Linked DNA regions of Mus musculus: regions 1, 3 and 4 are each linked to region 2. The links are chromatin contacts, called in public promoter capture Hi-C maps. All regions are on one chromosome and are shown on one strand. Each heading gives the region's core, a stretch centred on a gene start, on an enhancer-like site or on the middle of the called end of the contact. The rest is flanking DNA. Distances are from core to core; before and after follow the strand shown. Region 1 holds the start of Dnm3os (dynamin 3, opposite strand). Region 2 overlaps Dnm3 (dynamin 3). Region 3 overlaps Dnm3 (dynamin 3). Region 4 overlaps Dnm3 (dynamin 3).

The links. Promoter capture Hi-C pulls out the DNA fragments that hold promoters and counts their contacts.
Region 1: a contact with region 2 is called in a promoter capture Hi-C map of cranial neural crest. The contact joins the promoter of Dnm3os here to the enhancer-like site in region 2. A contact is called at or near these places in 9 of 39 promoter capture datasets (the 3T3-L1 cell line, the SN4741 cell line, cranial neural crest and 5 more), 7 of 484 Hi-C or Micro-C datasets (the 3T3-L1 cell line, 3T3-L1-derived adipocytes, embryonic fibroblasts and 1 more) and 3 of 115 datasets of contacts at active chromatin or transcription factors (the HPC-7 cell line, craniofacial prominence and embryonic fibroblasts).
Region 3: a contact with region 2 is called in a promoter capture Hi-C map of cranial neural crest. The contact joins two enhancer-like sites. A contact is called at or near these places in 6 of 39 promoter capture datasets (the 3T3-L1 cell line, cranial neural crest, frontonasal cranial neural crest and 2 more), 4 of 484 Hi-C or Micro-C datasets (the 3T3-L1 cell line, nephron progenitors and uterus) and 2 of 115 datasets of contacts at active chromatin or transcription factors (the NIH/3T3 cell line and fibro-adipogenic progenitors).
Region 4: a contact with region 2 is called in a promoter capture Hi-C map of cranial neural crest. The contact joins two enhancer-like sites. A contact is called at or near these places in 6 of 39 promoter capture datasets (cranial neural crest, embryonic stem cells, hippocampal neurons and 3 more) and 1 of 484 Hi-C or Micro-C datasets (nephron progenitors).

The regions. Positions count from the first base shown.
Region 1 is chr1:162,213,832-162,220,493 of GRCm38.p6, reverse strand. It overlaps Dnm3os (dynamin 3, opposite strand), which reads right to left and starts at 2,871. Exons shown (of 1, transcript NR_002870.2): 1 at 1-2,871. The region is part of intron 14 of Dnm3 (dynamin 3); the gene reads left to right. Mir199a-2 (microRNA 199a-2) reads right to left here and starts at 2,680; the gene lies at 2,571-2,680.
Region 2 is chr1:162,150,009-162,156,223 of GRCm38.p6, reverse strand. The region is part of intron 14 of Dnm3 (dynamin 3); the gene reads left to right. Among named protein-coding and RNA genes, the nearest start is that of Dnm3os, 65 kb to the left of the region's middle. Within about 2 kb of position 3,018, at least 5 of the 459 cell types and tissues checked have an H3K27ac peak or open chromatin away from gene starts, as enhancers often do.
Region 3 is chr1:162,072,496-162,078,350 of GRCm38.p6, reverse strand. Dnm3 (dynamin 3) reads left to right here. Exons shown (of 21, transcript NM_001038619.2): 17 at 2,565-2,576. Among named protein-coding and RNA genes, the nearest start is that of 2810442N19Rik, 70 kb to the right of the region's middle. RefSeq lists an enhancer at 791-4,320. Within about 2 kb of position 1,635, at least 99 of the 459 cell types and tissues checked have an H3K27ac peak or open chromatin away from gene starts, as enhancers often do.
Region 4 is chr1:162,252,320-162,258,197 of GRCm38.p6, reverse strand. All of the region lies in intron 13 of Dnm3 (dynamin 3), which reads left to right. Among named protein-coding and RNA genes, the nearest start is that of Mir214, 32 kb to the right of the region's middle. Within about 2 kb of position 3,092, at least 28 of the 459 cell types and tissues checked have an H3K27ac peak or open chromatin away from gene starts, as enhancers often do.

The DNA.
Region 1 (6,662 bases), core at 1,622-4,121, 64 kb before region 2:
CATTGATTCTCTGAAATAAGAAACAAGGGTGCAATTTTCACTAACGTTAAGGTTGGACAAACCCTGCAAACAGTTTCCTTTTTATGAGCACCTACAATGTTTCACTTTTCTATTTAGACTTACCATACTATCCAGAGCAAGATGTTTGCTGCTGGTTACTCTCTTCTGCCCTAGATTCCACCATCCCTAAAATATTTGTATATCCTCTTTGGAAGTAATATTGGAATAAAATTAGACATTCTTCTAATTATTTTGGAATCGATATCTTTATTTTTATCCTAAAGTGTCTATAAGGGATATATCCACCAGCACACAGGCTTAACACCATGTCTTCATACAGCAGAGGGTTATCAAACAACTTTTTTGTACTTTTAATATAACTCATACATTTAAAATTAAGTACCACACTCCTTCATTCATTTAGAATTTTCCTTGAAAATGGTGTGTTAGAACTCCAACCAAGAACAGGCAGAGACTCCGGGTTTACAAAGAAATTGTTACTTTTTACTGTTGAACTTACAGGAGAATCACCCTTATGCCCTTTGTATCTTCAGACTAAAAACTGTCCCATGGGAGAAATAGGGAAGGGACCTGTGAAGAAAGGTTATTCTTCTTGAAATTAAAAAAAATGCATTTAATATGAAGAGAAAATTTTAAATTAAATATCATTAAATAAAGGCAAGTTATAAAATTCAATTATTTCTAGTATACAATAGGCCCTCAAAATTAGAGAAATCTTAAATATGATCCAAGTGATTCTTCTCTGTCCTCTTTCGTGACGCGTTAGTCAAGAAAGTGTGTTTCCTGAGACACACAACTTCCATAAGTGAACTAATAGTGCTTTTAATTTCCTGTGCAAACAAAGTGATATGTATGTGTGTATATATATATAATCTCAACTCTTCTTTTAAAAATAATTAAGATTCTTCAACTCTCACAGAACAATGAATGGTGCCTCGCCTGTTTCACCTAAGTGACAAGCAGTTAAATGTCCCCCGCTATATTTCTTACTTAATTGCCATAATTCATCAGAAAATTTTATGACCAAGATACCAGTTTTGGGATTATATGAAGCATAATTTTTTAAAAATAAAAATTGTAAGAAGAAAACTCAGAGATGCAGCTATACTATAGTATTTTACTAAGGAGAGTTTGCACTCTCCTTTGGGTTATTGGAGAATGTGTAACTTAGACAAAGATTCACACTTTAAAAGACAAAAGACAGTGTATTCGTTTTGCACAGAAAGCTCAATGAGCAGATAATATTTCATCCCATAGAATGTGGAATGAAATTTTCCAGGGGTGAAAATAAATGAAAGGCGAGACTTTATGGGTACAGCAGCAACATTTTCTCCCAGAACTTTCTTTAACGGAGCCACCGCTGATGCTCAATACAAACCTCCCAGCTTACTTAGTGACCCAGATTCTTCTAGTATTTTCTCTTTCAGTATTTCATTCAGCCAGAGGAAGTTTTCTTGCTTCCAGTCTGCCTACCTCCCCCACTCTCCTTCACCTCCAGGACAGCTGGAAACTGACCAAAGAAAACTTTTGCCTTCGTTTACAAATTCCTGTTTTATCAGCATCTTTTTAGACAACGTGCCTTATCATTTCAAAGGCCCAGGACAAGTGAGAGCCTTGTTAAAAAAAAAAAAAAAAAAAAAAAAAAAGATGGGCCAGCAGGCTCAGCTGACCAGCAAGTATCAGCCATTCTTGGATTTTAGAAGAACAATTTCAATGTTATCTAGTGAGCCCACTAAAGACAGAGCGCTATTCCCCTGGCCTGCTAAGTTGCTGAGTCAGTAAGATGTGGGTTTGGCACTTGGGCCCTCATCTCTGGCTAAGTGCGTTTGCATTGTCTGATAGTAAAATAACAAAACAAAAAAGCAAAAAACAAAAGACTAGACTGCTTCTTATCGTTAGGTACTATTATTTCTGGTGTTTCTATTATATAGATAAACAGAAAAGCTCCCTGTTCATACAAGAGTTTTGAAAATTGCATTTTTTTCCTTTAGGGCAAAATGCATTCATTCCTGGAGTGTTAGAGGTTGCATACATAGCTCATCCATGCTCGAGTTTAAGTCTCTGAATTATCAGTTTCAACCATTCAAAACTAAGTCTCGTTCAGTTTTTGCTACTTGTCTGGAGTGAGGTTTTTTTCCCCACCTTTTATTTTGAAGCGGAAGACCCTTACATTTAAGAAAGCATTTGAACGATCAACATTTAGACTTATAAAAAACACACAGAAAATCACAATTTACCATACGACCTTGCTCTTTTGAAAGTTAAGTTCACGGTTATCTGTCCCTTAGCTCAGTGTCTCCAGCGTCTTCACACAGGTGATGGGATCTCTATCTAGTTCCCCAATCACAGACCAGGTACGCAATCCCAGAGGCCTTACCCGCTGGTCTTCCCTGGAGCAGTCCTCTCCCCTGGCAGAGTCCCTGAGGGCTTCTTGGTCCCTAGTTTGCAAAACCTGTGAAGAGAAACACTGGATATGAGATTCAACAAAGGAGCACCCAGCTGTCCTCTCCTTGGAAGCAGCACATTGTGTCCCCAGCCGTCCATGGCGTTGCTGGCCCTTGCCCAGTCTAACCAATGTGCAGACTACTGTACAACGGCATTGTCCTGAACAGGTAGTCTGAACACTGGGGCGACGGAGCAGGATCTCCTGAAGCTTCCATCGGTGTGTGGAAAATCCTGTCCCGGGGCTGGGGAGAGCCTGTCTTCCTGCACCAGGGGCTTGTTCAGCTTCCCCCCTGAACCCTGTCTGCTGCATCGACTGAGACACACTAAAGGGCTGTGATTTCCAGTCTTGACGTGGCACATTTGCAGCAGACTAGGGAACTGGCAATGAATTTAGGACCAGGAAAAGGGGGAGGGCTGGGCTGGAGAGTCCATATATGGGATGATGTCACCCTGGGGAGGTTTGGGTATGCGCTGTGCCGCTGGAGAGACCGCTAGAATCGCCTGCTCTCAGACATGGGTCTGTGCATAAAATGGTACCAGATGTTTTCGTGTAATGTTAAGCAGTCATTTCATCTTCAGGCCAGATTTTTTCCCTCAACTGGGCAGGAAGTGGGGCCCCAGTATGGAAAAGCTGTAAAAAAAAAAAAAAAAGGCAAGATGTACAGTTCTGCTGTGGCCAACCGAAAGTGAGTTGAGAGTAGAAGTACAAATTTGTTGCCTGATCTGGGCTGAAGAAGTAATTTAAAGATAGAAAGATGACAAAGCAGTAAGCAGAAAGTCAAACACTGTTAAGCAGGCAAACTTCGAGGCCTTTTTTTTTTTTTTTAACTTTCCTGCGATACTTTGTTTTCTTGTATTTTACTCCTTAGTGAGGTCAGATAAGTTGGGGCTCCCCCCTTTCTTTTCCTCCTCTTCCCCCTTCTCCCTCCTCCTCCTCCTCCTCCTCCTCCTCCTCCTCCTCCTCCTCCTCCTCCTCCTCCTTTTCTGCTGGACCTGTCAGCAGCTTGCAGGCTGCTCTAGACTTGAGCAGTAATTACAGCAACTTCCTGAAAGTGAAGCCCCCATGAAAAGTCTGGAGAAATGCTCTTTGTCATGGCCTCTCCATGAGTAATTAGTTCCATATGTGGCCTTCCTCGTCTCCCTCCCTCAGCTCTCTTGGCTGGCTCTCTGCATGCCGTTCTATAGCCTTACCTAAGGAAATGTTAAAAAGTTTAGACTTCAAGCACCCACACTGCTGTACCGCTCTTTTCTGAACATTTCCCTCTGGTAGAGCCACACGGTTAAGGACAGCATTGTTTTATCCTGCTGGCTACTCCCAATTCTGTTTGAATACTTTTGTTTTGTTTACATGGTGTTCTGATGATGAGGTTTATCTCTGGTTAAGTAAATCTGTTGAAACTGGCCCAGTGAAGCTTGACCACTTACAAACTCTCAGCTCGCTTGGCCTCTAGTCCTCTGTCCCAGTTGTTAACTGTTTCAAATTATGTAGGCTGTTGAATGTTGTGAACATGAGGTCCCCTAACTTGTTTTCCACTGTATTCTGATTGATATTAGATTTTTGTCTCAAATAAGAGCTTTATCAATTGGCCTTGTAGAGGTCACAATGTGGGAGATTTTCTAAATCTAACTCACAGGATGAAGGGCTATAGTATTTTTGTAAGAATTAGAGCCCGAACAACTTATTTGTACCTGCCTTCTATGACACTTTTGAGATGTACAAATCTATATTGGCTGTTTCAAAATGCTTCAAGTGAGAGCCGCCTTAACTTATTTATTTTTTCCTAACATGGTTTCTTTTAAATTGATGTACCACAAACGGTTCAAAAGTGGTCCCAAGCCCTTGTGAAGAAGATTAAGTCAGAGTACTTTATCTAGAAGCTTATGATAGAGCAAAGAGGTTTATGTCAGGTTAAATACACCAGGTTGACACAGGATTAAATAGTTGATGCAAGCCAGGGGAATGCTTCCTATTAGTGTCTTCTTACCGGCCTCCTTCTCCTTCTTTAGGGACTATTTGAGAGTGGTTAGGGGAGCGCAGTGTGAGTCAGCTGCCGTTTCCCTCAGGGCTGCTACGTGATTACTGGAAATGATGGAAGGGTGACTAAGTGTGACCTAATGGTCTGATTGCAAGAGGATGCTGCTGGGTCCTCAGTATGTCTGTCGTACTAAGTCCTACAGAAGGCATGGGCTGGTGAGAGGTGGTTCACTTGGAATCCATCACTCCAGGTTAGGCCTGCTTCTGCTGCACATAGTGAAGGCCTTTCTTCTGCCCACTTCAGTTTCTGTCCATGGAACAGGAGTTGGCAAATGAAAAGTGGTTCTGACCAGACTGCTCTATGGTTTTGTCTCAGTTTACACAGCTAGACCCTCTCAATGGTTCTGCTTACACCAAATAAAGACTTTATACCGTTTCTGTAAGGGCCTAAATTTATGCTTTTAGTTAAGTTTTTTTTTAAGCATCATAAGGGATTTTCTTCAGAAATTCTTATAAAATCATTCACTATCTACTTTAACTTCCAGTGGACTGTTTTCTTTTGAGTTGTCCTTGCTACAGATAGCTGGGGAGGGCGGGTGCAGATCTGGTCTTGTCCACTTGTGTGCTTGCCCAGTAGGAAGGACTAGGCATAGAAAGGGAAGGAGCTTGAAGGACCACCCCCTTTCACCTTCACATATGTTAGCAATGTTAGTGCTCTCACTCAGTGAGAAAAGCCTCCACGCTATTGTAGGAAGCCCCACTTTGGGACTGGCTTGAGGACTTTTCCATGCCTGTAAAATTACCAGTCAAACACCCGAGATGTATGGGCCCAGATGGCAAAGCGAGCCATCTACACTGGTCTTCGGATGTTTTAACATCAGTTATTTAGCTTCTTTGTTTCGAAAGCCATTTGTCTGAGCCATGCCCTCACTTTGAGTGACTATGAAATTTACTCAACTTTAAAGTGTTATGGAAGCATCCTTCCTCTTGGTCATCATTCCCCAGATTGGCTAATTTTAATAACTCGAAATACTTAGATTCAAAGTTGGTGTCTCTGTACTTGGACCAGAGCAGAGTTACTAATGTTCACAATTATTTTTGTCTGTGATATCTAGATATGCAAACCTCAATGATCTATGATTTAGCTTGAAATTATTGTATTAGAGAACTTGTGTACAAGTTAACTAAGTAAATTGACCCTCCAGCTTCAAGCATGTAAGCTAAATGCTCTATCGTGTGCTCAGGCTCCAACCCAATGACAGTTAGCTCCATCACCTGAGGCTTCCTTCTTCCTCACCTTGTCCGCCTTCCCAAGCTGGTGGTGTGACTCCTTCCGCTGCTTTTGCAGTGGTCGCCTTTGGAAAGAACAGGTCACACACCGCGCATTAGTCCTTTAATATATCCGTGTTATGCGCTTGGAGTGCAGACATTATCATTTCACTGATGATTAATCACAGCTCAGAGAAGAAGCTGATTTTGAGATCACACTAAATGCCAGAACAGAACTCAGATTTTTTTCCACTTTACACAAAAAAGCATATCTCACCAATTTTAAAAAAAATTTTTATTAGATATTTTCTTCATTTCCATTTCAAATGCTACCCAAAAGTCCCCTATACCCTCCCCCCACCTTGCTCCCCTACCCACCCACTCCCACTTCTTGGCCCTGGCGTTCCCCTGTACTGGGGTATATTATAGTCCATGCCACTAAAATGTCAGCTGTCTGGTGCTCTGTCCTAGATTTTTACTGAACTATTTGCTATTCCACATTACTCTCTCCCTCCAGATAGAGTATAATCTGGGTGAAGGCAAGGACATCATTTTATGTTTGGTTTGACCAACACTATGCTAGGTTCTTTAGAAGTGTTGATGCAGCAAGCAAAAGCTACTGGGGTATGAACATGGTTTCTGACCAAACTTTTTCCATGACAATAACTTGAGAGTTGAAGCTTTGAACGCAGCATAGTGCAACCTTAGGATTTACGTTTGTGTACTGTGGCTATGAACCACGTGACCCTGTTCTTTTTGGAATACAGATGACCATGGGAGCGACCATATTTTCTTGCTTATTTTTGTCCTTTGAATCTTCTGGAAGCACACTGTGCAGACATCAGCCCTTCAATCTTGTGTTAAAAGCAGGATCTAACCAGGCTGTGGTGTTTCCTTGCCAGTTGTATAGCTGAGATAAAAATCTAGTTGACCTCAGTTCCTTGAAATGAAG
Region 2 (6,215 bases), core at 1,769-4,268:
TTCAGAATTGGTGGGAGGTTGTAACTATCATTATACTATACTGAAAAGGACTAAGATTCATTGAGGTGTAGGGTTATTGGAAAGTTTATTGGATGATGTAATAATGTCACATATCCACCCTGTGCCCCTTTCGGTCCTTCTATTCCCCTTTGTTTCCTCATTTTCATCCTCATGGGCATAAGGAGATGTAACGGAAACTTAGCAGTAGGCAGAGGAAAGGTCTTTGCTGTTGCAGGAACTGCTTGCCCTATTATTACATAAATGTTTATTCAGTAAGAAAGTGTAAATGCAAAAGCAGTGTTCAGTTAGGTTTCTGACCTACAGAGTAAAAATCTTCTTAACCAAAAGACCTGGAGTTTGGAATTAGCAGGTCTGATCTCTATCTCTGATGGGGCTCCACAGTAGTGCTAACACTTCAGGCTTCTCTGGCTGTCCATCTCCTTCACGGCTTAGAAATACTTGTAATGATGTCATGGGTAGACAGGTGTCTCAGCGAAAGCAAATGGTGTTACAGTAACAACGTGAAGACAAGGATGCCACTCAGAACAGGACAACTTTGATATGGAAAGACTCCATAAATACACATTTATTCTACAAATGCTAATGAAACCCTTGCCATTTCCTGTATCTAGAAAAATGCCTTTACCTTGGATCTCTGCATTACTTGCCTCTTTGCCTCTCTTAGGTTTCCCCCCAGTCATTAATTGGGCACAAACCCAATTCAGCATACACACAAGAGCCTAAAAACCCACAGCCTTTCTGTGACTATGTAGCACTGCACCCCTGCCCCCATGATTTATGATTCTCTGTAACACTTAGAATTTTAAAATTTTACATAATTTATTATTCATGCCTCCCACTTGAAGACAAGGATTTTGTAGGCTTTTTTTTTTGTCAACATATAAAGCAGGCTTCATCTTGTAGAAGGGCCTCTTTTGTGCTGTTCCATCTAGATTATCAAGTACTCAAGGAATTCTAAACTGATGGTTAGTATTTTACTAAAGTAGAATGCTACAGAAGCAATGGGTTCAACATCAGTGAGTTTTCAAGCATCCTGAGCTACTGGGTTCTTGTTCCATCTGGAAATTTATGTCGAAGCCATATAGAAAACAGTGATTTGCAAATTTAGTCTAGGTGAACTGGGTAAAAGGAATATGAACTAGCTTGTGTTTTGTTTTTGTTTTTTCCTGTTTTTGTAATGACAGGAATGGGGTTCCCAAAGAGGACCTACACAGTTTTTCTCAAATTTGCTTAATTACTGGTTAACAACATAAACTCCCTGGCTCAGTTCATGGAAAGAAAAGAGAATACAGCAAGATATTGGTGAAGGGGCAGAGATGCATATCAGAGAGAGTGCCTATCAGTAATTGAGATGGTGAGAAGCACTGTGGGTGACTGAGTAGAGAGAGAGGTTGGTAGAAGGACACAGAATATACTGACTGAGGTCGTCTTAACGGTGGTCAGTCAATTGCACTTGTCTCACACATAAGACACAGCAATTGCATCTTGGTTTGGACTGAGAATCAGATATGTTTAAAAAGAGAAAAACTAAACCCTATTTAAGGGTTTGTTTTGTTGAACTGTATTATTGGCAATGGCGCCAAAGTACCAACATCCAACCACTTGAACTAAATAGAACATTAGAGAGTTCTAAACATCCAAGCTTGTGATGAAGAGAAAAATCCGCCGGCCAAAATCTCAAAAGAGGCATCACTTGTTCATTGAGAGCTAGTCCACAAACAACATCAGTAAAGATGTGTTTATATCTCCCATTCTTTCATATTGAGTGTCCGTTCTGCTTTCTGTATATTCTGTGAGACATAACCAAACGACCTCACCAATGCAGGCCTGTGGGGAAAAATCCCATATGGCATATCGTTTTTACCCATTGCTGTTACAGCCCTGTTCACCCATTGACATTTATCTTTCTTCTCAAAATATCACACATTCAAAGTGCTTCAAACATAGAATGCCTTTTGAGAGATTTTTGTGTCTCTTTTTAAAACCCGCTGCCTCTCACTGAATACGTGACTTACCTGCATCCGTTGTTGCCTATCTTAGTGACATCATTGCTGTACCACCTGTCACATGTTTTTCCAGTACACATAACTCCATCTACTCTCCAGTCACACTAGTCTAAGCCACCACTATCGACTGTCTTCTTCCCAGACTGTTTTAAAAGCTTCGTGCCCATTCTTTTATAACCTTTGGCTATTCTCTTGAGTTCTTGGATGTCGGTTCCAGGTGTATGTCTCATCAACCATGCATACCCTTGACCTTTTACCCTGCTACCAGCCTACTTCATCACTTTTTATCTAGGCCACTGGGGCATCCTGCACTTTGTGCTGTCTACTCACCTTGGGCCCTGTGCTATCTTCCATTTACACACTATTTTAATTTTAATACCACCTCAGTCTCCATAAAACATACATATTTTCCACCAAAAGAGTTGCTTCTTCTGTTTCATCTGAACTTCTTAGAATGTCATCACCAGAAGTGCCCTCTCCCACACCTATCAAAGTTCTCCCTACCATCATCTCAAGGCCTTTTCTTGCCTCTGGAGGCTGATGTTGCCTTTTTGCCTTTTAAACTTACATAGGATATCTTGCCTTCTTATTGAAGACTGTAGACAACTTTGCAAGCAAAAGCTTACCAGATTTCATGCCCTAGACCACATCTTGCACTGCCTCTAGCAAATAGTAATTCCTCGCTGTATTTAATGAATTTTAGTATATTTTATTTGAATGTGTTTTATAGACTTTGAATCTCAGAGGGGAGCTTAATCATCAAATTCATTTTGGTATTCTAGAGTTCTATATTAATAAAATGGAAACCACCCTGCATATGAAAGCGTAATCATAACTCTGCGCTATTTCAAAGTAAGCCAGGTCCTTTTACTACCAGAGAGGAAGAAAGGGGATTAAGCTGAAATTGATGTTTTGATGAGGACCGGGCAGATGGTAACTCACTGAAGGGAAACAACACCAATCACAGAAAACCTTGCCACATGTTCGCAGCAGATTCCTTGTGATTGATGTGCAGCAACTTGGAAATTCTCCTCAGGGCACACTGCATTTCCTTTGCCTACTCACACATATTTCAGTGCATAGATGAATTTAAGAACAAGAACTTAAAGCAAGAAGGAACCCAGCATCAACTCAGCTCAGCTCAGCATGCAGTTCTCAAACTTCCCTCTCTCTCCTTGTGTGCTTGTAAGCACTAGAACCGTTCATTTGCTCACAGTCTCCTATGGAATCCCATGACATGAAGTAATTAACAGTAAGGTTGCTTTGGGTAAAGCAGCGGGGAACCCAGAATTCAGCCCTTCTTGCTCCAGGACTCTGTAGTTTCTGTGTTTGCCTTTGAAGCACATTCAAAGACGCTATGGTAACTACAAGGGTCTAGAGTCCCTCCCGTTCCTAACAGGGACAACCCATTTCTGTGAAGGCACAAGACTTAGCTAGATAATGGATAACGGTATGGCCAAAAACAAGACTTCTGACTTGTGGCTGATTTAATGTTCTCTCCCATTACTTCCCTGCTCTTATCATTGGTACTGTGTGCCTCTCTTGTCACATCAACACATATGCAAAGTGGCCTCTGAATTTTTTGAGTGTTTTGGTAGAATATTTAAACTCTTCATCTACCAATGACTGTATTTTCTGCCACAAGCCTTTAGCCCAGTGGTTCTCAACCTGCCTAACACTGTGACCCTTTCGTACAGTTCCTCGTGCTGTGTTGTCTCCCAACTATAAAATTATTTTGTTACTACTTCATAACTGTAATATTGCTACTGTTGTGAATCATGTGTTAAATATATGATGTGCAAGATACCTGATATGTGGTCCACCAAAGGGGGTTATGACCTACAGGTTGAAAACCACTGCACTAGCCTAGCCTATCTATGAATGCTAAACTTTCCTATAGAAGATGCATTAACACAAGAGAGTTTTTGTGCAATTCTAAGAACTTTATTTTATCCTAGTGTCTTAGGGTTTTCGTTGCTGTGATAAAACACAATGACCAAAGCAACTTTGGGAGGAAAGGATTTATTTGGCTTACACTACCATATTACTGTTCACTGCTAAAGTCAGGACAGGAATTCAAACAGGGCAGGACCCTGAAGGCAGAAGCTGATGCAGACACCATGGAGGGGTGCTGCTTACTGGCTTGCTCATCGTGGCTTATTCAGCCTGCTTTCATATAGAACTCAGGACCACTGGCCCAGGGATGGCCCCACCCACAGTAGGCTGGACCCTCCCCCATCAATCACGAATTAAGAAAATATCTCACAGGCTTGCCTACCACTTGGTCTTATGAGGCATTTTTCTCAGTTGAGGTTTCCTCCTCTCCAATAACTTCAACCTGTGTCAAGCTGACCTAAAACTAGCGAAGACACCTATCCTTCAGGAAAACTTACAGGAATTAAAAAGGAAGAGGTACGAATGTTATTTTGAGGCCAGGATAAACAGGTTTAAAAGGAGAAGATAATAGTTCATAATCACAGGAGCCAGACCGCTCACTTGTTAGAACATTATGGGATTTACCAAATTCACATTTCCCAGAATGAAAAGGTACTTTATAAGAAATCTTTCTAAGAAACATCTACAGTAAAAAGTTTTCAAAACCATCCAATGCTTCACACTTCAGAGCAAACTTGTGTTCCTTAAGTTTGGCCTGTCAATTCCTTCACAGGGTGAAGCTATAAAGTACTCTGGCTTGTCTGTAAGCTGGTAATAATACTGTCACAATGGTCTTTGACACACTTATGTTCTGGAGACTTTGGGGACACTGGGCTCTGTCCTCTGTGAAACCAACCAGGGGCTATTATTTTGTGGAGACAAAGTTCCTGCTTGGAACAAAATCCAAGTTTGTTTTCTCCCCTGGATGGAGTCAGGGGTTCGAGAACACACCTGCATAACTCCATTATTTCACTGCCCTCTCTGCCCTCGCCCCATGGCAGAAGTCCAGAGTATTACTGTTCACCACAGTCACTTTAGAATTCTACTAAGACTCTGGCTTCCTCCGTCCTCCCACAATATGCCACCAGTTACAAAGGTCTGTATGCTACTTCAGGGGAGCCATTACTTTGCACGGGATATTATGCACTGAAGACTCTGGGAAACCTCTATAGTTGCTGTCCCAGAGAACAGGAAGAACAAGGAATAGTCAGTGTATTGTTTATTTTAGCAAAATCAGAGTATTCAAGTGACTGCTGTTTCTTATATGCAGTTTCTTTGTAACTGAAGCTCAAGGGCTAGAGGTTCCAGAGAGCGCCTCTCCTTACCACGCGGTTCGTGTTCCTCTTCTCATTCTCTGTGCAACTCGGTTAAACTCACTTCCTACAGGCTTCCATCCTCACCCCTCCATAAAAAACTGCTGAGAGTGTTTGATATTCTACACCCCAGTGTGGCAGTGGTTACTTTTTAATCCACATCATGGACGTTACAAGAACATTCCTTGCCGGGCATGGTGGCACACACCTTTAATCCCAGCCCTTGGGAGGCAGAGACAGGTGGATTTCTGAGTTGAGGCCAGCCTGGTCTACAGAGTGAGTTCCAGGACAGCCAGGACTACACAGAGAAACCCTGACTTGAAAACAAACAAACAAACAAACAAACAAACAAAATTCCTCATCTTGGCTTCTGATACACCTCACATTCCTCCTCCTCCTCTTCCTCTTCCTCTTTCTCCTTACTCTGTTGCCTCTGCCTTCATTTCTAGTCCCTCCCTCTTTTCTCATCTTTGTAGAGGTTGAAATGACCTAGGCTTTCTTCTTTTCTATGTCACAGACTCCCTTAACTCATCTGTTCCCCAATCTACATGCCATTGTTATGATATGATGCTACAATTGCATTCTCTACTCTGAACTCTATCCTTGCCTTCATCTTCTTTACTAAATTTCTAAAACAAATCCACCCACATGCTCACAGTCTTCTGTAGGCTTAGTAAACCTACTTGATTCAGGGTTTTTAAGTGCTTCAACTTCCCTTCTAGTTACTGACCCTCTGGTAGGGGATAAAGTAGGGGATAAAGAAGGCTAATAGAAGGAGCTTGTGGACCTGTATAGTAGTAGTTCTTTGGAGAAATGCCACTCTTCATTGTCAGGGTACAAGCAGTCCAGTTCAATAGCAAGAACCAAATATGAATCAGTAGCAGAGACATGATCCAGCAGAAACAGCAAGGCTCTACTGAGTCAGCACGAAAGCAGTCAG
Region 3 (5,855 bases), core at 386-2,885, 76 kb after region 2:
CAGAGAAGAGAGTTTATTGTAGATAAAAAGGAGACATAGGCAGGGGCAGGGACCTCTGGGAGAGTCCAGAGTGGACGTGACCATGATGAGTTGGACCATGTGAAGAGAAAGGAGAGGGGAGAGCAGCTGAGGACCAAGACGGGCAGCCTGGGCCAAGAGACTGGCCAAGAGAGTAGATGAGAAAGACCAGGTCACCAAGGTAGCTGGATTATATAAAGAAGGGCATCTGGTGGTAGGGCAGCCCAGCCCCTGGGCTAGAGAAGTTTAGGGTAGGGGGTGATGTATGCCAGCCAGAAGGGTCCTGTAGCAGGTAGAAACTGAGGGATATACGGAGAACCTTGCAACCAACAGTCTGTGTAGGAGTGGGAGGGTCTGATACCCCACTACAACCACTACTACAGCAGTGTTTCTCCCAGAACTTTGAGCAGCTGTGTGTCCAATTCCAAAGGTCTTAGTTACCCTTCCATGGAAAAACACTTTCAAGGATTCAGACGTAAGCTATTGTCAACAAGAGTAGTGGAGAACATTATAAAAACATTATCCACCACTCAGAACTGCCATCCATGGCTGTCACCAAATAGATGACTGGGAACTGGCTGACTGAACCGGCAACTGGCCAGGCCACGCCATGTTCTCTGCTTCCATTGTGTCTTTTATTTAAGGATCAGGGCATCCTACACAGTGACATCATTGTTGCCGCTACTCGCACCATCTGCCACTGCGCAGGGAAGCTAGTCATCCCCGAGTGTCCAGAAACACTTGGTTGAACTCCTGAAACTGATTTGCTAGATCAAAAGCTGCTCTGCTGTGGAATGCAATAAACTCCATCTGTCTGAGGTATTTCCAGCAATATTGTTCTTCTTAGGAGAACCAGGGTCCCATTATTCTAGAAAATGGTCTTTTACCCATAGTAAAATCCCTCCCCAGTGGGGTCTTTACTGTCTTACTGAGCAGTTGGCATCCCCTCTAGGAAGGATTCCTCTGGGGTTTTGTTTTGTTTAGTTTAGTTTTTTACTTCATTCATTCTTATGTCATTATTTATGCATCTGATAAACTAGTGTGCAAACAGCTGTACTATGGCAGCCCAGTGCTAAAGAAACCTCTCTATAGGATTTTATCAATGCCTTTATATTTTCCTTGTTAAATACAATGGCTGAAATGGTCCCTGGGAAAGGTGGTTTTCTTAAGGTCAGCAGCAGGCATGGAACTCAAGGAAACCCTCTCCCGGGGTCATCGCCTTCCCACTCTCTCAGAATGTTTCCTGGTGTGTTTCCCCCTCCCCCTTAAATCCTCAAACTAAATGTAAAGGGCAGGCCCCTACCCCAGGCTTTCCTTCTGATGCACACACTTCCCTCACAGCTCTCTGCAAACCTCACATCTCAGCAAGGCGTTTCTTCTGGGCCCCTGTGAGGAGAAACTCAGATCCGTTCCGGGCTCACATCCCACCACGTCTGCCCCACAGGAACTGACCTTGCAAGGACTCGGGCTGCTCTAGGAGCAATGAATCACCGTTTTATTTTCTTAGGCCATATGTGAGTTCAATTGTTCGATGTAAATCATGCTCTCCCAGCTTCGGTTAGCAACAGGAGAGTCACAGGCTGCCACTCGCCCCTGGATGCCCTGTCTCCACACACACAGTATTTGCATTTAGAAATGTTGATGACGGTTTTGTGACTAACCTTTCCAGATCCCATGTTGCTGACTATGGAGTACTGTTTATTTTGGCCAAAGCCCCACTCTACAGTCTTGACTTCCCATGCCAACCCAAGACAGAAACTCATAACTTACCAAAGAAAAGAAAGGCTCAGAAGGAGTCTATAACTTGGGTTTGCTTCCTCTGTTGTCCCAAACCACCCACTCCATGCCTCAGTACTTGCTTCTTTTCTTTGAGAAGGAAGGAAAGAAGGAAGGAAGGAAGGAAGGAGGGAGGGAGGGAGGGAGGGAGGGAGGGAGGGAGGGAGGGAGGGAAGGAAGGAAGGAAAGAGAGAGAGAGAGAGAGAGAAAGAAAGAAAGAAAGAAAGAAAGAAAGAAAGAAAGAAAGAAAGAAAGAACTAATTTAATTCCACCTTCGTTGAAACCAAGAATGCAGTGCTTGTTTTGTTGTTTTTTGTTTTGTTTTGTTTTGTTTTGTTTTGTTTTGTTTTGTTTTAAAAAAAATAAAGTAATGACTGATGAAATTTTCCATGCTTGGCATGTTGGAGGAAGGGCTGTCAGGAAAGACGAGCCAGCACACTGACTTCTCTGCCTTTTATGCTAGCGGTTCACTTATTACCGATTCAAACCAATTCTTTCTGGCTTGGCTCCCATAGCCCAAGTATTCTGAGTAGAAAGCAATGGAGGGATATCGCCACACTGTTGTAAACGCGGGACTTCACTCCCCCTACCTACACGGATTCTCTGACTCAGGCCTGAGCCCTGGATGTACACAATGGGAAGTTATCGAAGGGTTCAGCTATTCATTCGGATTCCGATCCAGCAAGGAAAAACCTCATAATTTTGAAATAAATTTGTGTTTAACATATTTCTCTCACTTTTTTTTCCCTTCCTTGTGACTGCATGCACAGGGGAGCAACAAAGTAAGTTCTCTGCCCTAGTGCGGCTCTTCTGTGTTTCCTGTCTCCCCGGCCCCTGCTCCTGCATGCCCAGCCTCTGCTCCTGCATGCTGTCTTGACAAACGTGATTCTATGTATCTTGGGATAGCCACCCTCTGCTGGCCATTCCAAGGAGTCTATGGGGCAATGCAAATGTCAGGGGAAATGTGTGTGGATGGCCACAGTGGCTGCTCTGTTTTGGCCTTCTTGGAAGGGAAATAAGTTATGTTTTCAGAGCTGGTTATGGGACATGTCAGAGGGGTCACGCAAAAGAAAAAGACCAACTCTGAGCAAAGGAATGGTAAGGATTTGTCACAGAAGGGTTCCTCAAACTGATGGAACTCAGTGTAGCTGAAGAACTGACCCCAAATCAAAGCTTGTGCAGTTATAAAACCTCCAAACTGGAGCCTTAAAGGGCAGTATGGCAGGCTTTGTTGGCAAAACTGAACTCGATCCGTTCACTGGCTTTGAAGGGGCCTTAAAATGGAGGAGGAGGGTGGGGTCAACATTTGACTTGGCTCCTACATCCTTGATGAATTCCAGCTGCGTGGAAGCAGGAGAGTGTGGGGAGGTTGAGGGGAGGCTGAACCGTCTGTATAACGGGCAGGGCAACACACATGAATGGTGCGAGCAGTTTTAATGTTCTCGTTACAACAGATAAATGAGAAAATGCTGCTTCGTGGCGTTACTCGTTTGGTTAAATTTTCATGTAACTTTCCCAAAAGCTTCGTGCTACTTCCCATTTTCTTAGAAATATAAGAGTCGTATAGCTGGGGAAAGTAGTCTTGCATTCGGCAGGCTGGTTTTCTTTATTGTTGTTTGGGGGTTTCTTGTTGTGTTTTGTTTTTCCTTCTTGTAACGGTCGTTTATCCTACCAGGTGGCCCGCTTAAAATGGGCCTCGGTGGATACAATAGGAATGGAAAGGAATCTGTTATATAAGAGTTGGCCTGCATAGCTAAAGCAGCTGGAATTCATCAAGCTTGCTATTCATAAGCCATATGTATAGAATGTAAAACAAATGTGGGAAATATTTTGCAGTTTAATTTGGTGGAATGTGTTATTATGGAGTAAATTGACAGAGATGGCTGGTCCTAAAAAATGTGTCACTTCATAAATTTATACTCTGATAGAGCTGCTCACAACCCAGGCAATGCTATTTAATAAAGTTAAAATAATGCCAGAAATGTACATCTATGGAGAAGGAAGGAGGTGAACTCACATCATTTAGAGCACACTTCTAAAGGAGAATAGCAGGTCACTTAAAATAATAAACTCAAGGCTTCTTCCACAAAGGAAAGGGTAGTATTTCTAAATAATACAACAACTCTTAGGGACAAATATTTGAACAAAATGTGAAACTCATGTTTTAATTCTTATAGTATTTCAGTTCTTGAATTATAAGCATTTTATCCTGATCATTTGCACCACAGTAGATCTCTTGTCTGAAACTTTTTGCATTGTTCATGCATTCATGTTACTTGAAAACAAAACAGCCAACCATCCATCCAAGCAGCCATGCATGCCCTGGGTTAATTGTGGGTACACTGATAGGGAGCCAGCTGCTGACATTTGGGGAGATGCTACTCTGCTCACGAGAGGAGCACCATGATTTGTTCCTTTCTCAAGAAGTTCATGGATGGTTAAGTGTTTATAAAATCACACACATGCACACACACACACACACACACACACACACACACACACACAGCTCATGGATGCTATGGTGGATACAGTTTGCTGTGTTTTTTTTTTTCAGCTCACTAGATGAAGGGAATGAGAAAATATAAACTATTGGGGCTGGAGTGGGGTAGTTCAGCCTTAAAATGCTTGCCTTGTGGGCACAAAGACCTGAGTTCAATCTTTAGCAGCTGTGTGAAAAGTTGGCATGGTGGTATATTTGTAATTCCAGCACTAGGGACATAGACACAGGCAGATCCCTTGGCTCTTTGGCCAGGAGCCTAGTTTACCTGTTGAGAAAAGGCCAATGAGAGGCTCTGTCTCAAAAACTAATACGGATAGCACGTGAGGAATTACATCCAAAGTTGTCCTTTGACTTCCATGTACATACTTACTTATGCATGTATGCATGTACATATACTGCCTACACACATACACACATGCCCATACACACATGCACATGTGTAGTTCAATACCTACACACACACACACACACACACACACACACACACACACACACCTCAAAAATTGTAAACTATTGTTCATTAAACCTTTTGGAATAGGGCTGAAGTCCCTGCAGGACCTCAGGCCCTCAGGGCCTCCACAGCCTGCCCTGTACAGCATGAATATCTGGTATTGTAGTGCGGAAGAAGCTGGTTGAAAGTAAGGCTCTCAAAAATACAAGTGCTCACTGCTTTGACTTGTAATTGAAGGGTGGAGACTTCAGTGGTATTGGTCTTTATTACCCCATGCCTTATTTTTTTAATTGCTTATACTATGCATAAGTGATAGTTTGTGAAAAATATGCTAATACTTTTTAAATGTGGTCATACTCCTGACCAGAGATTCTGGCACGAGAGAGTCCCCTCGAATCAAAAGCGCCACATCTGTATGCTATTTTCCTGTAGCTTAGAATTTCAGTGTAAATGGAAAACACTGCAAGCCAAGCTGTGCTGTCTCCAGAGTATAGATCTGGCTTCTTTCGAAGGAGAATGTGAGATTCGTCTTTCCCCTTCTCATGTTGGAATGACTGCTCTGAGTTGTCCCTAAGGCAACATACCTGCCATATAGGAGAGCCAGCTGTAAAGTATGGCTCATTTCAGATTTGAGAAGGCTCATTGTTTACTGAGTGCATGACATTTTAGCATTCGGGATGTTAACCAGATCCTAAGAAAGTAAACTCTGTTTAATTAACTCTCTTTATGAGCACAACAAACTCCTCTCCCTACACACAGCAAGTCTAGCACATACCCACCTCCATGACCACATAGAATTCCCCCCCCATGCCTACACATAATCTCCCCACATGCCCACATAGAATCCCCCCTCATGCCCACATAGAATCCCCCCTCATGCTCACATAGAACCCAGGGTATTTGGAACAACCCTGATGCTCATTTTCTCAGTGACAGATTTGCCTCATCCATCTTTAATTTATGCTTACAGTTTGGAGCTCATCCTCCATACTGTATCCATATGTAGAGCACCAGTTCCTATTAGAGAAACACATAGAGCCTTACATTACGGGCACATGATAGAACAAAACAATAATACTTACATTCCTCATTGGATAGTTAGTGCTATTT
Region 4 (5,878 bases), core at 1,843-4,342, 100 kb before region 2:
TATCTTTCTGATTGGTCTGTCATATGCCCAGTCCAATGTCTTGCTCACCCTATACTGCCCACCCCTTACTGATTCCTACTTCATCCATCAGGAATACCTGTGGCTACTCCCTGGTCTTTCCAGTTTCACTAAAGTTTCATTGTGGGTGGCTCTTATATTTCCATCCTTACTATCACCTACCATGAAGTAGTCTTTGACATTCCCATCACATGGTTGCTATTCTTCCAAAATTGCTGCACCAGTCAACCGACCAGCAATGATACACATACAAGCTTCTAAGCCCCAGTTCCAAATAAGTCTACGTTTAATAAGTTCTGATAGTCTGATGGGAAGAGTAATACAGCGATATTTTGACTTGTTTTTCCTTATTGCTGGTTTTGCAGCAGCTTTTCATTTTTGTATTTAAAACTGCTTTTGGATTTTTCTGGCTTTTTGAAATGTCTAGCCTGTCCTTTGTCCTTCTGAAGGGTACTACTATTTATTTTCATATCGACTTTTAAACTTTTTAAAATAATTTGGATATTTCTCATACGTTATAAAGCATTTTCTGTCTCTTTAATGTTTTATATTATAAAATAAAAGGTACTAATTTTGCTTAGATAATTTAAGAAATATATAGTTTGTCTTGCTTGTGTGTATGTATTTTTTTCCATAGTAGTTTTCTGGATTTGTACTTAAGTGTATGGAAACCATTTTTTGGCTGGGTCACATGCTTCTGTCCTCTGAAGCTGTGACAAATATCTCATGTTTACTTACACACACTGCCTGCCACTTACCGTGTACCTAGGCTGCTGCTGGATTTCCAGTCCTTTTGCCTAACCTCTCTCTAGTGCTGGGTTTACAGGTTTGTACCACCACACACACCCTCGCTCCAATTCACACCTTCTTAAACACTTTGTGGGCAGCCATTGCCTGAAGTATGCTTCTTCCATTAACATATCCATTTCATTGGCAACCCTTGAAGCTGGGGCCATCACTGTTTCTTCTGTTTTATAAGTCATGTATGTGATCTTTGGAAAAGTACTACCCTGGGTAGTACAATAGTAGACAAGTGGTAGATCCTGGCGCCAGGCCCAGTCAAGGATCAGCTTTACAACCTGGAGTCTTTACTTAGGTAATTCATGGAGTCCCTCCTTCTGCTGACTTTTGTATAGTGCTGTGCTTCTTAAATACGGCAGCTCTCATTTATTTTAGTATCTGCCAGGCAGTCCCTTTCGCTGCCATTCTTTGCAAATATACTTTTTTTCCTCCTGCAAATTGTTCACTCTTAGTCGAAGATTAAAACCTTGTCTGGGGCAAAGCATCCGTGTATAAATTGAATTCACTTTTCTAGTATTCAATGTCAGAGTAGAATATCTTGCTATTGAAATAAAATTATCATTTGTAAAAAAGGATGTATATATGACACTGACAGAGAGAGGTTCCCAGGAACTAAGAAGAACTTTCAAATAACAGCTCCTTAGATGAAACAGTGGTTGTTTGATTTTTAACTCTTTGTGTACTTGTATCTTCAGTTTTTGCTTTGATATGTTATTCCTCTCAGAATAATATAAACCGGTAATAGATATTATTAACTGTTTTTTACGTTTTTAATGAAAATACTTTTAATCTATTAGTATCAGTGGGGAGGTTGCAGTAAGATACCCTAGTACTGTGTGAAGTGCCAGGTCTCTCGGGCTTTTCACTGATAGGAGGAGAGGGACGCTTTCAGCTGTTGGCCGGCTGGGACCCTCACCACCAGTTCATAGGCTGAGAATCTATCACAGCAATGCCAACTTCATAGTTTTTAGAGGACCGCAGTCCTTTCAGTACAGTAATTGAAGGGATTAGTGAAAGACAAACTGTCAGGCATCATTGATTATAAAGAAGCCCTGAAATACTTCGTAGTGAGGACACCCAGGCTCTATAGCAGAATGTCTCTTGGGCAGGTGGTCGCTGGCTCGTTATGACAGTGAAAAGGACAGTCATTATAAGCCGAGGCACACTCATATTTTCAGCAGAGCTCTTGTTTTCACTCTTGACCATTGCTTCTCGTGTTGAAACCAAACCCACCAATTGTAAATATCCCCTAATTCACCATGACTGAGGCCCATTGTCCTTTTTTTCCCCAGAGCATGAGTTTTTCATGCCTAGCACAATAGCATCATTGACACCTTTCCTGTATTAGTATGCTTAACTTGGGAGCATCCAAGGAGGCGTCTTTAACTCAGTCCTTAATTTATTGCAGTTAGAGAGTCTCATAATATTTATTCATGGAAAAAGAGGCTCATGCAAAAATAATAGTCAGGCAAGGTAGGACCTCTTGTTTAGCCTCATGGGCTCCATCTTTAGCTTCATTGGAATTGCTACTGCTTAAAGGAGTCTTTGGCCAGGTGTCTACATATCAATACATTAATGTCAGTTAGTGTAAACCATTGCAAAATTTTAAATATTTTCCAATATGATACTTATAATTGAAAACAATAGCTTGTAGATTCCCCAGATGGTAGCTCTGGGGATCTGTCTAGAGTTCTATGTGCTATATAACCTCCCTACCTTTCATAAAGCCTTTCTCCTCCTTCCCCCAAATATTTGCAATGAACAGGCCCCTCACAGTTTCTCTGGGCTCGTGTTTCCCTTTGGGGGAGTCGTGTGGTGCAGCGAGATCATGACCTCCCTAGAGTAGTCTGGGTGACTGAAGAGTTAATGCTGCTCTGAGATTTAAATCTAGAAAGACCAAAGTGGTTTTATTTGTCTACTAGTATGCATTTTTTAATTATGTAAGTTTAGAAAAGAAGCATAGCTTGAAGATAATCTTTTTGAACAAAATGTAAATATGCAGAGCTTCAGCAAAATGAAGGAATGAACCACTCAACCTCAAAATTACTATGAAATGTCTTTGATTCAGAAACCAAGCCCCTCTCCACCCCATGGGATTCCGTTAGGCTAACCTCTCCAGGATGAATGCTCCCCATTCAGGAAATGAGCGCCCTGGTTTTATAATCACATCTTGGTTCCCTGAAGCCCGGCACCAAACCCCCTCCTTACTAAGTAATTGGCTGAAACGTTTGTCCTCCATGCTGGTGAAGTTATTTACACAGAGCCTGTGATGGATGGCCCCTGTGGGCAGATTACTAGATCTGCTGCCACTTAGGCTTCTTGGATGGATGGAGCACAGTCTTGGAAATGGTGCACAGAAATACAAATGAAACTGCGCCTGAGCAAGACAGATAATAATAGCATCTTATCACAATGCAATTTATTTTCTGTGGCCCCTGGTTATTCTTTTGTTTATGTGATAATATGCACTCTTTAAGTCTGCAATCTCTATGATTTTTTTTTAATCAAAAGAACTAAAACATTGGCTTAGTAATAGAATTGTTTTTTATTATTTCCTTCCCTTTCCTGCTAAAAATGACTTTCTTAATTAAGGTAAGGAGTTTCTAGTTTACAATTATGTTCTTTTCTAGCATTCTGGCCTTCCTGTTGACCTGTTGTGAAGTGGAGGAGGGGACAGGGAAAAAGGAGGATGTGTTTTTGAGAACGCAGCCATCTATAAAAGACTTCCTCTTGTTTGGTACATCTCCTTGTGGATTTTCGTTTTCAGATGTCTGGCTGCAGGATCCATGTCGTGGAGGAAGGAACTGTGTCATCCCTCATTCACCCTGTGCACATAGCCCAGCCATACAAGCCCAGCCACTCTCAGTATTATCTCCTATCTCTTCTGCCATTTCTTCTGCTTCTTCTCTTCCTGGGCCTCATAATTCATGTCAGTGATTTCCGGTGCATGTGGAGTCAAGTTTTAGAAACATGAGACAATTTTAAAATTACAGATGCAAAATTGTGGCTGTTTGAGCCAACATCTGCAACTAGTTTAGGGGATTAACAAAATAGCTGCTCGGGATGACTGATACTTGCCAGGCCTCTCCATTTCCCACAGAAATCAGAAGGCCTGTTACTTACAGGGGCTTTAGTTTCCAATCAAAATCACAATTTCATCTGCTATATACCTTATTAGGTTTCCTGGTGGATTTTCTTGAGTTAGAGCCAAATTTCAATTAGCCATGATTATGGAGGTCAGGGAGAACATGGGTAATTAACGTCCACAAGTAAGGAAAAGACTGACTTTAACCAGAAACTCCAACACTCTCCCCTGAAACTCGTTGCTAACGTTGCAAACACTTGATGTGTTTTCTCATTTTGTTTCATGAACAAGAACATGGCCCTCTCAGCTTATAGCCGTCCCAACAACACTTCTTCATATTTAGGATAAAGTCCAAATTCTGATGTCCATGGCCCCCAATCCTGCCCGCTTCCTGCTCTTTCCTTTGACCTGCCTCTCAAGGTTCTGTGCTCTGCCTGCTTATAAGAGAAGCAGCTGGAACCAGATAGCAGCATCATTGAGAATGCATGAGGTTCCTGAAAGTGTCTGAGGGACTCAAGTTCATATTTAAAGTAAAGCAATAATAGTAACCCCTTCTTGGGTTGGAATTTTCAGAAGAATGCTAACCAATAGCTTCAAAGTGAATCAAAATCTGGGGCTGTTGGGTGAATGTTAATGGAGATGGCTAGGTGACCATATGTTGCTGTTAGTGATGTGTCTGGCCTTACAACATTTGTGGAGCCACAGTAGAAAGCACCACCCGACTGCACTGAGGGCTAAGATCATGTGCATGGCTGACAAAGAGAAAAATATAATGTGTTTAAGGGAGGCAAATCCAAACTGTAGATAATCTTGCCTGCAGAATGATAAATAAAAGCGATCAACCTCAAAAAAAAAAAAAAAAAGGTTCTGTGCTCTGAAAACACTGGTGTTCAGGCAACTTAGCCAATGACCTAGGCCAGTAGTTGTCAACATGTGGGTAGGGGTCACACATCAGATGCCCTGTGTACTAGATATTTACATTATGATTCATAACCAGCAAAATTATTACAGGGTCACAGCCATAGGAAGGTTGAGAGCAACTGGTCTTGGTTTTTTTCTTCCTGGGAGTGTGTGTGTGTGTGTGTGTGTGTGTGTGTCCGTTCTTCTGTATGGAGTATCACCATTTTCATTTCTGCCTGAATAGCATCTCTTCATTCCCTTCAACTTAAATAGCTCACCTTTGAGAGCACTGCCACTGACTCCTATACTATCTTCAGTTGACACTCTATGTTGCCATAGAAACCTGTCTCTCTAGTACTGCTTTTAAAACATAGTTGTAAACGTCCATCTCCTGCAGTAATCCATGAGCTTTGGATAGGGTCAAGGCAGTTGTTGCCACTTTAACTGCTATATTCTCTGCATCTAGCACAAAAACCTCTCTAGTTAAAGTCTAATAAATGTTGACTAGATAGAAGAGACAGAGCTTTCAACATCTGGAATTAAACATCTAGATATGTAAACTATCTATAAAATTGTGGTTATGATGTTCACATCCAGAAGGGAAACTCTTGTGTCTACTTAAGCTCTTACTAGTTTTGAACCAATAAGTAACTTTTCTGTGACTCAAGGTAATAAACAGATGTCTCTTCCAGATTAACATCCTTTCACACAGTTCACATGGAGCTTACCCATAGTCATTATTTAAGGTTCCCATCTACATATGTCATCACAACATTTATTTCCCTGCTCTGAAATGCAGTTTATGAATATAGTAAATTCCAGCATTATAAGAACACTAACTTATGTCTAAAAATTAGAATGAGTTATACTTGAACTCTGACAGATGTTATTGTACATCTTACATCGACAAGCTTTTCACTTACCCCCTTGAGTTCCTGGACAGAGAGACAAAACAATGTGTCTTTTGTGCATTTACAAATGGCCCTGAGGGTTGGGATTACCCCCGACTTAGAACCATTATAGTAATCATTGATCAACCTGGGTCTGGGAAGGTAGTTCCATTTGTACAGGGGC